Regions from separate parts of the Siniperca chuatsi genome. Here region 2 is linked to region 1. The links are chromatin contacts, called in public Hi-C maps. All regions are on one chromosome and are shown on one strand. The core of a region is the stretch at or near the end of the contact, and the rest is flanking DNA. Distances in the headings are between cores, read along the strand shown. Region 1 holds the start of zhx2a (zinc fingers and homeoboxes protein 2a). Region 2 holds the start of znf407 (zinc finger protein 407).

Region 1 (5,517 bases), core at 1,278-3,777:
GGACCAAAAGAGACGTGAAAAATTCAATCAACATAGTGAAGCATTCTGGAGGTAAAACAGTCCTTCAAAACAAGGTTGGAGAAATTCACTGCTCTTGATCTTAACTATGTTCTGATGTTTCAGCATTTTCCATTCATATTATCGTTGGAGACATGCAATTTATCAGCTTTCCTTTTTATATTTGTTTTCATCCAGCGAGGGGAATTTGTCTTGACGTTCTGGTCTAAGAGCAAGTAACAGCATTAAAAATACTCAAGCAGATTATCAACAACAATATATTCAGTTTGACTTCAGGGATCAGGGATAGCTACACTACATTTGGTCAATCACAAACTGAACAAGCAATATTAGATAAATAATGGCTAAAAGGCATGCTGTTATTGCACAAACAACAATTTCTCTGCCACTGGATATTGTGATAAGCAGCTGGTATTCCTAACCTTGGAACCGTTCTTCATTTTAAAAGTGATTTGTGGTCAAAATTGAAATACCAATCCAGCTAAAGTCACCATTTCAAATGAACCCAAACCTCCCAGCAGCCAGAGATGGCTAACTCTGCTAATATTAATTCAATAATAGAGACATTGCAGAGCAGATGACTGTGTACTCTGTTTAGTTCAGTTTTGAACTGAACAAACCAGATTAATTACATTAGCCTAGACAGTACAAAAGTACAACAGTTTATGCAACATATTCATACATTTCATCTGCACTACCTTTTGCATGAGTGATGTCTCAGTTATCTCTATTACCTTAAAGCTTAGAAACCCTGGTGTAATGATATGACCAGCTCTCTATACTGCCATTAGACTTGGGGAAATCAATTAGGAAACTTACATTTTTGCTTGAATTCACCCAATGGCCGTCTGTTTAGGTTATATGTATAAGTAACACACTAGTGACTTTACATAGACACACACAGACACATTATTAACAATGACACACAGAGAAGCAGGCTTTGTGTAATAGGTTCAATGGTACAAACTGCATTATTTGACGTCACTGGCACCAACATGTCTGTGGAACCTGCTTAGAGCATTCCAGTGTTTTATTGGGGAAAAATATACACAAATGGTATTCACTTCAATCAACAAATCAGTTCATTATACTCTATTTTAGTTTATCACCTGCATTTGATGCATCCTAATTATTTAGGAGCAGCACAGGGGCAGGGGGCCGACTCCAGTTCTCAGGGCCAGGAGTATTCTTAAGACCTGACATGCATGTCTTTTGGTGTTGGCTGAAACCGCTCCACCCAGAGGAAACAACCACTGGGAAAACATACAAACTTGACACAAAAGGCCCAAGTTATGCTTTAAAGGCCTATATACAGATACAGTAGAATGTATAATTCTTGTGATTTTGGATCCAACTGAACTTAAAGGGGCAATTTTACACATCAAGGTCAGTTTAACTCACATGATGTCATCAGGCAACCCTGCGTTATAAACTGAGGCAAGACATTTACCAGGCAGGGAGGATCTAACAAAAGACGCTACTGATTTGCATCATGGGAATTGTAGGATCCAGTGTTTTTGTAGGGACTAAAAGTCAGCATATCTCAGCCTCTGCAGCACTGATCTAAACAACTTTTTTAAAATCTGTTTCTAAAAGGTTCCCCAACTTTATGGATGTGCAATACTAAATTAGTGAAGATCCTCTTTAAGATAAAACAGTCCTGCTTTGTACTCTTGAAACCTTGCATCTCCAGAAAACAAATCACTGCCTCAGAAACTAAGAGAAATCAGTGAATTTGTTGTTTTAAAGTGACATGTCTGTATTTGCAAAGCAATATTGGTGCATTTGCTTATCCCCTAAGGACTAGAGAAAGACTGTGTCATCCCAAGACTGCAGCCAAAGTTCAGGCCACATGGCAGCAAACCTCCACGGTGCTGAAGTGTCCCTGAGCAACAGAATAAATACCATCCAAGTCCAGGGTCACTGCGCTGTAATTGAACCAATTGAAACCAAATGAAAACAGGTTATTAAAATAACCCTTGTCTCTGTGATCTGATAATATTTTCTATTCATGAATGACACAAGTTTTGTGAATACCGGAGGCATCACTGCAGTACAAATTTTGTACATGACTCCACCGTCGCCACATGAGGGATGTGATGCATGCATGGGCCAAGGTCAGAATCAATTCTTAAGTGGATCCAGTGGAGGTCACTGTTGTGTGGGAGCTCACTGAGCTGTCTGTGTCACTTCAGAGCAGTCTCTCTCTCCAATATAACTTGAGTATCAGTTGACCTCTGACTAACCTTTGTGGATCCAGATGTGAGTATGTTTCCTGCGTGTGATGAAAGGCGGGGATGTATGCAGTTTCTCCACTGCAGAGCAGCCTCCAGTTGAGAAAGCACTGCAGCAACTGCACACCTCACATGCACATGCATACTGTCAGATGGAGGAGAGAGAAAGAGGAGTAGGCGGAGTGAAAGAGGGAGGGTGGGACCTTTGGGGTAACAAACGCCCCCCTCTGATACTTTAATATTCAATTAGCTCCAAGCAAGAGGCAGGCAGACATCAGCACAGGGACAACTTGACGGCAACAAGACGCTGTTCATTCATTTTTACACCAGCAGGCATGCTTCATGGAGCCACCAGCACTGCTCCTGCCGTCTGGAGAAAGAGTTGTTTCACTTTCCTCAGCCTGTTTCTTAACTTTTCACGGCCATAACACTATGGACCCGCTGTGGACAGAGACCGGCGCTCCGGTACGGCATGCAAATACGTACTCTGACGTCGGCGATCATGTGGCTTTTGGCGTAGATCCTCCTTGTGATCGCCAATTTTTTCTTTCCTGTCGCCTGTTGTCTGCTCGGTTATTGGACCGCCGTGAGAGTGTTTAAAACACATTTGGCTTATTTCTTCGCTCAGCAGTCGCTTTGGGATTGTACTGCACTACCTGAGCATCGCGCCAAAACGGTGGGCAGGTAAGAAATAGATAAACTCTTCCTCTGCTTTTCAAACGCCCCCCCTCCCCCTAAAGTCCTTCAAGTTAAAACTGCGTGTAGTTGTTATTTTGTGCCTCTCTTGGTTTCCCCTGCCTTCGCGTGGCTCCCAAACACCCACACGCCTCTGTATAAATATTTTAACTTGTCTAGCCGCATGAACTTTGTCTGCCCCTGCCGTTTACACCTGCTTGCTGAGACAATGTGTCCGCCAAGTTGTTATTTGGACGTCCCCCCCCCCCCGTGTTTAAGTTTCACTTTGATACGTTGTGACCGTGGTGGGAGAACGCAGAGAGGAGAAACATCGTGTCTACTTTTCCTCCTCCCCGTGTCGACATAACCAGCAAAACATGGCCGTCCTTTGCCGACATGTTGTTACGTCGATGGCGAGAGGGGGAATATTTGGGGAGAGTGTTTTTCTGCGCCCCTCTGTCACATCTCGGGTTGGCCGGTGGAAACGGCCGTTAAACTCCGCACCGCCGCCGGTGTACCCGCTCAGATTCCGCGGTACGGAGGTTTGAGTGCAACTTTTGGAGTCCGACGTTGTTTATAGACTTTGATTTGTGCGACTCTGTGATGTAGGCGTAACGTTACCCCTGGTGATGCCTCCTCCCCTCCGAGACCGCGGCTCTTACTGCATGCAGACAGACACACAGTGCTGTAGCATAGGACCTGACTTATATCCTGTCGTTGCAGTAGGCTTGTAACTGCTGTAAAAAGTCAGGCGTGGTTCTTTCTATTCAGACTATATCAACTTTGGTTATGAGCCCAGTGCCCCGGACTGTAGGCGGTCTGTGTGCCGCACTCCTCAGTGTCAACACACTCTGCTTTAACCAGGGGAAGACGTGTCCTCCGTGCACCCAGTAAAACCTATTGGAGGGATAGTGGTTGTTTGATTTATGTCATTGCGTTGCATCCTTCATGTTGTTCCTGCTCTGCATAAGATAGCTTTAGTGAAGTCGCTGACAAGAGAGCTGAACAAGACAGATACAGGATGAGGGTCAAACATAGCATATGCCATTATTATACAGTCAAATACTCCAGTGCTATATTTCAAACAGGGGAATTCTGCTTGCTTTTAAAATGTAGGCCAAATGTATAACATCTGCTGCCTAATTTTCTAGTTTCTTCTGCCATTGTGTCATATAACAGTAAACATCATATACAGTAATGTGTCATAGGTTTATTATTGGGAGTCCATGTCATGAAGTTTCTTCAGTAACTGTAAACGCACTAACTTTTCAGTAAGTTGGGAGTCGTATGTCTCCATCAGACCTGAGTGCATTCTATTCAAGCCCTACATAATTTGGCTTATTGCTTTTTGGGGATTTGACATAATTTGGGCATATACTCCTACAGTAGTACTAAACACTATCAAGAGACAATTGTGCTGATACTGACCTTATTAAGCATCTTTGGTATTGGCCATGATTTGACCAATCCACATTAAATACAGTTTATTTGTCAATGTTATTATAAGATTCAATGTTTCCTCTTATTAGTTACACTCATTTAGTCAGACTGCTGCCAACTGTAGTTTCTGGTACCATAGCAGTCCCTGGCCTCACGTTACCTTACATCAAAAATGATTCCAATGAGTTCTGTGCAGTGAGGTATACAAATTTTAAAGTTTAGAAAAGGATAGCACTGGTGTACTTGGTATTTGTACATACCCTACATATCATACATCTGGCATTTATTGGCCTGTAATTGTATTCTGTATTGCGCATGGACATAATTATGATTTGATTTTGAGTCTTTCATAAACAACATACAAATGATGAGCAAGGAAAAAGTAACACCTGACCATGACATTTCCAAGAAAGGAGGCACTCAGGGAAAGCTGGCTCCCAATGCCAGTTACAATTAGCTAGATATTGACTGTGATAGTACGTAGGTTGAGATTTAAAGTAGCATTTCATATCTTACATATTGCTGGTTATGATAAGCACCCCCTGGCACAGATTTACTATGCTGTAATTCAGTGCACCTGTTTACCAGTATACAGCCTCAGACCTCTGACAGGTCTACACACTCAGTCCCTACAGGTGGGCCAACTCACTGAAAGGCATTTAGTGTTACATTTACTGCTTTTCTAAGTAAAGCTGTGGTACTGTGTGTCTGATGAAAGATCTTGGTCATTAAACGACATTCGCTTCATACCTGGGATGACCTATTATGTTGCATTTCTAAACGTTCCTTGATCAACAGTGGAGCCCAATCCGTAAAAGATGTAAGTGATTTTGATCACAGTGCAGTCAACCCCCCTTGTTATACCCGTTACCAGCTATTCCTCTGGGTATAAACTTGGCTTCGCTCACTAAGCCATGCTCTCTTGCTCTTTCCATGTGAATAAAAATGTGGCTCATGTTTGTTCTTCACATGGTTTCCACTTGTGATCTGCCAAATCACAGATAATGTTATATAATTTGGAATGACAACCGGCTCATTTTTATTGGTGGCTGAACAATCAAAGGGTTTCTTTTGATGAAAGTAAACGGTCATATTTCAAATCTCACACACACACACACACAGACGGTTGCTTAGCCTATTGTGTAGCCAA
Region 2 (5,517 bases), core at 821-3,320, 220 kb before region 1:
TTCTGTAAACAAGTTAAGTGCATTAGCCACAAATTCTGTAATTAACCACAAGATTCTGAAAAGTGATCAATCCTTCAACAACACTATCTGACTTAACACAAGTAAATGTTGCCATCTAGTGCTTCCAGACACAAATTGTTGGGTAAATACATGCCAGCATGAGAGCTGACTGTCACTGCTTCTTAAATGAGCAAAAATAAGTCCACTTAAGTTACAGTCATTTAATGGAGTATACATATCATACATGTCATTGCTGATTCATTACTAAATGCTTGTAGACATGATTCAGTAGAGCTACAGTCATTGCCACAGTTAGATCAGTAATAGTATATTAAGTATAGCTTAACATTTAATTATGAATAACCATATTTCTAATGCTTCACAGTTGCAATAGTCTAAAAGTGTCCTTTTTTGTAGCAAATATGCAATGTAATTTTACAGTGGCCGAGACAGCTCAATGCACTGCAACTCAAGAAGTGCTTCTGATTTGCTTGCCTGTCCTGTATTTGCAGCATGTTTCTTTTTACGACATATGTGTAGTCAAACTGATGAATGTGTTTCTTAATTTGCTTGTGTTTTACTTATTTGCAGCTTTCTCAACCACCATATAATTCATTGTTTGTGTAAAATGAAATGGGGACATCTTGAGCACATAATATTACATTTCAGCCCATTTTCCATGATCCATATATAAACTGTCACGAAAATATATTTTTATATACCTTTTAACTACATTTCATCCTGTTATTTATCCTGTTGTTGTATAAGGATTTGAGTTAAATCAATACTGGATACTGTCCCTTGCCTAGATTTACGTGTGTGTAGTGGGCCATGCCCTGTTTCTGAAAACAAGCCTCAGCCTATTTGTACTCGCAAATGTAAATGTAGTAATAAATAAAAAAGTGATCTTAGGGGTTCATTGGGGTTCTGTTAAGGTCAACCAATGAGCACTTTATTTCAATAAAGTCTAACACTGAGAATGAGCTCATTGTGCTCACTACCGCCATCAATCGTGTATTGTGGTAGAATATAACTACAGGATTTCCAGAAGGCACACCGTTTCAAGTTCGAATATACAGTGACGTTAATGTGTATGTGGGATTGATAACGTTAGGTGGATTGTACGCCGAAATAAAGAGTGACTTATAGGTGAATTATTACGGGTCTTAACTCGTGTTATGTTTCCAGGTTTTTAATTGGGGATTCGGTATTACGTTCCCTCTACAGAGCGGAGAACATACACCGTTAGTATCTGGGCAGAAGGCAACGGTGTCGGTTGTGACCGCATTCAGAGACGGTCACGAATGTTGTGTCTGCTTCTGGTACAGCTCCGTCGTCATTTAACAAGCCTTTGAACACAATTTAACTACACTGCCGACTTGCTGACTATATGGGTGAATTTCCAGCGAGTTTACTACCAAGCATCTAATACTGGCTTAAAAAGTATTGTTAAGTTAGCCGAACAGGTTTTAGACTGCACGTTGGAAACGGAAACGACAAACATCTAGTGCTGCAGTGTAAAATACTGCGTATAGCACTCTTTTCACGGCGTAAATGGCTCTTGCACTAAGACACAAACCAGTTTGAGTTGTTGTCAATACTGCTGTTGTGCTGTCTACCGCGGCTAACATGCTAACAAGGGACATGTTTCCCAACTGTGTTTTGAGATACGCAGAGCGCGTCCAATTAAATTGCTACATCAGCTGTGTTATCCAATCACAGCGGGACAAAGGCGGGTCTAGATTGCTCCATGGCTTGAAAACGACGGCAGCACAGAGGCCCAAAAAGGAGGCTAACGTCGACCTCTGAAGGAGTGTTCTATATTGCTGAAACAGTGCTTGAAAATACCCCATAGAGTCGTCTATAGTTTCAGTATAAGCATCTCGAGCAATAATTAGAGTATACAGTCGAACCTCAATGAAACTTACCTCTTGTTATACGACTATTTCCACTGTCCGCGCTTTTCGCTGCTAGACACAAATGGCGTACCGTAGCGTGAGCCATGCGTCACACGAGAAGGCGTTATTTGTTTTCCCACCCGTTTTACGTCAAGTCCCGCCCTACTGTGCTGTGATTGGCTAGCTCGTTATTTCGACGCGTTCTTGCGATTGGATCCTAGCTCCTAGATCCTTTTTTTCTAGTGACACTACTGACGTTGACGATAATGTAATAAATATAAATATGTTTAAAATCTTTATATCTTCAGAGGGGATGCAACTCAATTTAGCTATACGCAATTTAACCCCTTGTTCATATAACATTTGCTTCACAACTACAACTTGCCGTGCCAAGTTCTTTTTAACTTTCACAGAGGAGCAATAGGAAGCACCCTGACTGGAACATCACATGCGCACGGCGCATGAAAGGAGGGCAGCGGGTGATTAAACCGCTCCGCACCCATATACCGAGCAGCAGTGATATCGGTGAGGTGAGGTGCCTGCGCAGAGCCCAAAGGGTACTAAAGCACAGTACCCACCCCGACCACAGCATCTTCACCCTGCTGCCGTCTGGAAAGAGATACAGCAGTATCCGGTGTCGTACCACCAGACGACAGAGCAGCTTCTTCCCTCAGGCTGAGAGACTCCTAACTTCATCCCCAGCACTCCACCATGTAAAATAGTTTTATGACTTATTATTTATTCACTAATCCATTGTATATCATTTTTGTACATAGCATTTGTTTTTATGAGTAGCATAAAGGGAACTACAACCCAAATCTCGTTATACAACCCTGTGTTGTAAAATGATCAAATCTATCTTGTATTCAATGAACATTATTACACTCCATCTTGAACCATGTGTTATCGAGAAAAACAAGGTTAGAGAACTGTTAACATATTCCCCTCAGAACTATTAGTATCAGTGTGGTAAATTAACTGATCAGATTTGTCATATTTTATAATAAAGGTCAACTAGAATATGTATGCAATAAGTTTCAGGCGAGGGAGCACCTAGGAGCTCTTCCATGCAGCATCCAATCACAAGGACGCGTCGAAGTAACGAGTACTAGCCAATTACAGCACAGTAGGGCGGGCCTTGACAGAAAACGGGTGGGGAGAAAGTAACGCGGCCTTGGCTCCATGTCTTATACGTCCATGCTTGTCTCTGGCTACCCGCGGCTTCCGCCTGAACCTGTTGTGAATCACTTTTTAATTCGGCTAATCACTTCCCAGTATTATAAGTGGGGGAGGTACACAAACGACTCAAACTCCATTGTACCAGATAACTTTTCAACAAGCTAGTTAGTTAACGCTGTCTGCTTATCAACTCATTGATAATAACAGAATATAGTAACTTTCACCACTGCACGTTTTAGAAAGGCCACCGCAAGAAAACGTGTTCTTTGTTTAGATTATCAAACAAACAACGGATCACATATGTTTGTTTCTGGCTTCCAGCATTAGCTAGCGAGGCTTCATTTTCCCAGGACCGTCCCGGTGGGCGGAGAACGGTCCAGCAGAGTAACTCGTACAACACACCCAGTCAGGAATCGATGCATTTAAGGTCATGTTTTACACAGGTTTTACAACAAAGTAGGCCTACATCACCAGCCACGAGGGGCATCATGCATAGATAAGAAATAGATTTTGTACGTTTTAGTTAATTTACTGCTCTTGAATTTGGGTATTTCTATTCTTCTGTAAAAAGGTATTGCTTTTGTTACTTAGGGAAGGTTGTTGACTTGAGGACTAACATCAGGACTCATCAGTAGCCTACCTAGCTTGAAGCTGAGGTGAAGTTTTCTTGTGGAGATTACCATCTGCAGGCTGAGGACTAGGAAGAGCATGTGAATGTAGCACATTTCATTACATTTCTGCCGTATTAATGTACAGTGGCCATGTGAGAGAGTTGAGCTTTTGTTTGAAGTTTAAAAAAAAATCTTCAAATTAAAAAAATGTTGCCATATTTTGAAGAAAATATTTCTAGTAGCTTATATTGTTGGAAAGTAAAGAAAGAAAATTTAAAAAAAAACACCGTACTAAATATGATGCTATAGTGTGGTGAATCTGAATATATATGTTCATGTTTCCTTCGTAGCAATTTCTTTTACCTTTCTGAACTGTCATTAAAATGTTATGGTTGTATAAGAAATATTTTTTTAAATTATTGTATTTATTTAAAGTAGGTTCAGCAGCATGTGGACTATACAGAGAGAGCATATATTTTTCTCAAATGGTCAGCCTGTGATGAATCACCACTTCCATTTGACATCCTGTGTTAGCTTTATGGGAAGACTGAAGATGGATTAATGCATGGGCATTAATTGATTAAGTAGTCTGACAGGTCAGGAGGTGATAAATGATACCTCCTGCAATGAATACACAGTTTACTTTGCAATAATTTTCTTTAATTCATCACAGTCAAAATTATATGACATGGATGGTTGGAAACACATACCCCCTCCTCCCCTGTCCCCCATTTTTCATTAGGATTCATCATTCATTTTTCTCCATTAGTTGTCTATTAAAAGAGGGGAGGCTGGCTTTAGTGGACACTGCCTCAGTCTCCTCTCTTTTTAGCTGTTGCACCTGTTTTGCTATGAAATCAACAGACTTTCCCCCTTAAATTTGTTTGTTGTTTGGATTTTTTGTTGTAATGTGTTTTCAGTCAATCAGTCAATCAATCAATTAATTAATTTCCAGATCCATGGACAAATTAATGATGGCTCCGTTCTATAAGTGTCTCGGTAAGCCATGACAGTATGACAGTGAGTCAGCATACCAGGACCCTGAAACAGAAGCAGCTAAATGGAATTCAGCCATCATTTACTGCATTATGTACTGTTTATTTTATCGTCAAAATGTTTTCTGTGAAAAAGGACTACAGACATCACCCTGACTTTAGTTTTATTGTACGTCTTAGGCTAGGATAGAAATGACACCTTAATCATTCTTATTCATGAGTTTGGTTACCTCAAGTAACTTTAAACTGAGCAGATCTAATCAACCAGAATAACTACAAACACCTGTGTTTCCACTGAGTCGTCAATTGACTAAACCCTGAGCTATGGCAAAGACCCAGCATATGATATTCATTTTCAAACTTTGAAACATGCTTATATGCAGTATACAGTAGAACAAGATCACTAAGAGTATGAATATCTAACAGTATTATGTTGTCAGGACACATTGCACAGTGCAACCAATTGCAGAGCCCTTCAAAAAGCACATCAACAATGCTGGAAATGATGTGGTAGGTCCCCAGTCACACAGATGATCCTCCAACTGGCTCGCACAGTCACTTATAAGACATGGATAAAAAGCTAGTTGAAAGAAGCTGGTAGGCAACATTATGACACAGACTGAACAGAAATTATAGCTTCAAATGTGTCCCCCATTTTCCTGCACTGTACTTTTGACATTAACTGTGTGTGTGTGTGTGTGTGTGTGTGTGTGTGTGTGCGCTTTCAGCGCCTGATTTCCTAAGGCAGCAGCTCCTGGACTGAACCTGGTAGGCTACTAAACCTCCAGACGCACTCTACCAGTGAAGGAGAGCTCATAAGCACAGTTCACACTG

Evidence for each region. Hi-C and Micro-C count contacts between places; a contact is called where the count stands out from the background.
Region 2: a contact with region 1 is called in a Hi-C map of an unstated tissue, with 6 times the contacts expected there. The contact joins the promoter of znf407 here to the promoter of zhx2a in region 1. A contact is called at or near these places in 2 of 3 Hi-C or Micro-C datasets (skeletal muscle and an unstated tissue).

What each region holds. Positions count from the first base shown.
Region 1 is chrLG9:21,949,634-21,955,150 of ASM2008510v1, reverse strand. zhx2a (zinc fingers and homeoboxes protein 2a) reads left to right here and starts at 2,527. Exons shown (of 13, transcript XM_044206677.1): 1 at 2,527-2,936.
Region 2 is chrLG9:22,164,816-22,170,332 of ASM2008510v1, reverse strand. It overlaps znf407 (zinc finger protein 407), which reads right to left and starts at 2,070. Exons shown (of 10, transcript XM_044207197.1): 1 at 1,929-2,070. It overlaps LOC122881256 (a long non-coding RNA gene), which reads left to right and starts at 2,184. Exons shown (of 3, transcript XR_006379135.1): 1 at 2,184-2,611; 2 at 5,412-5,517.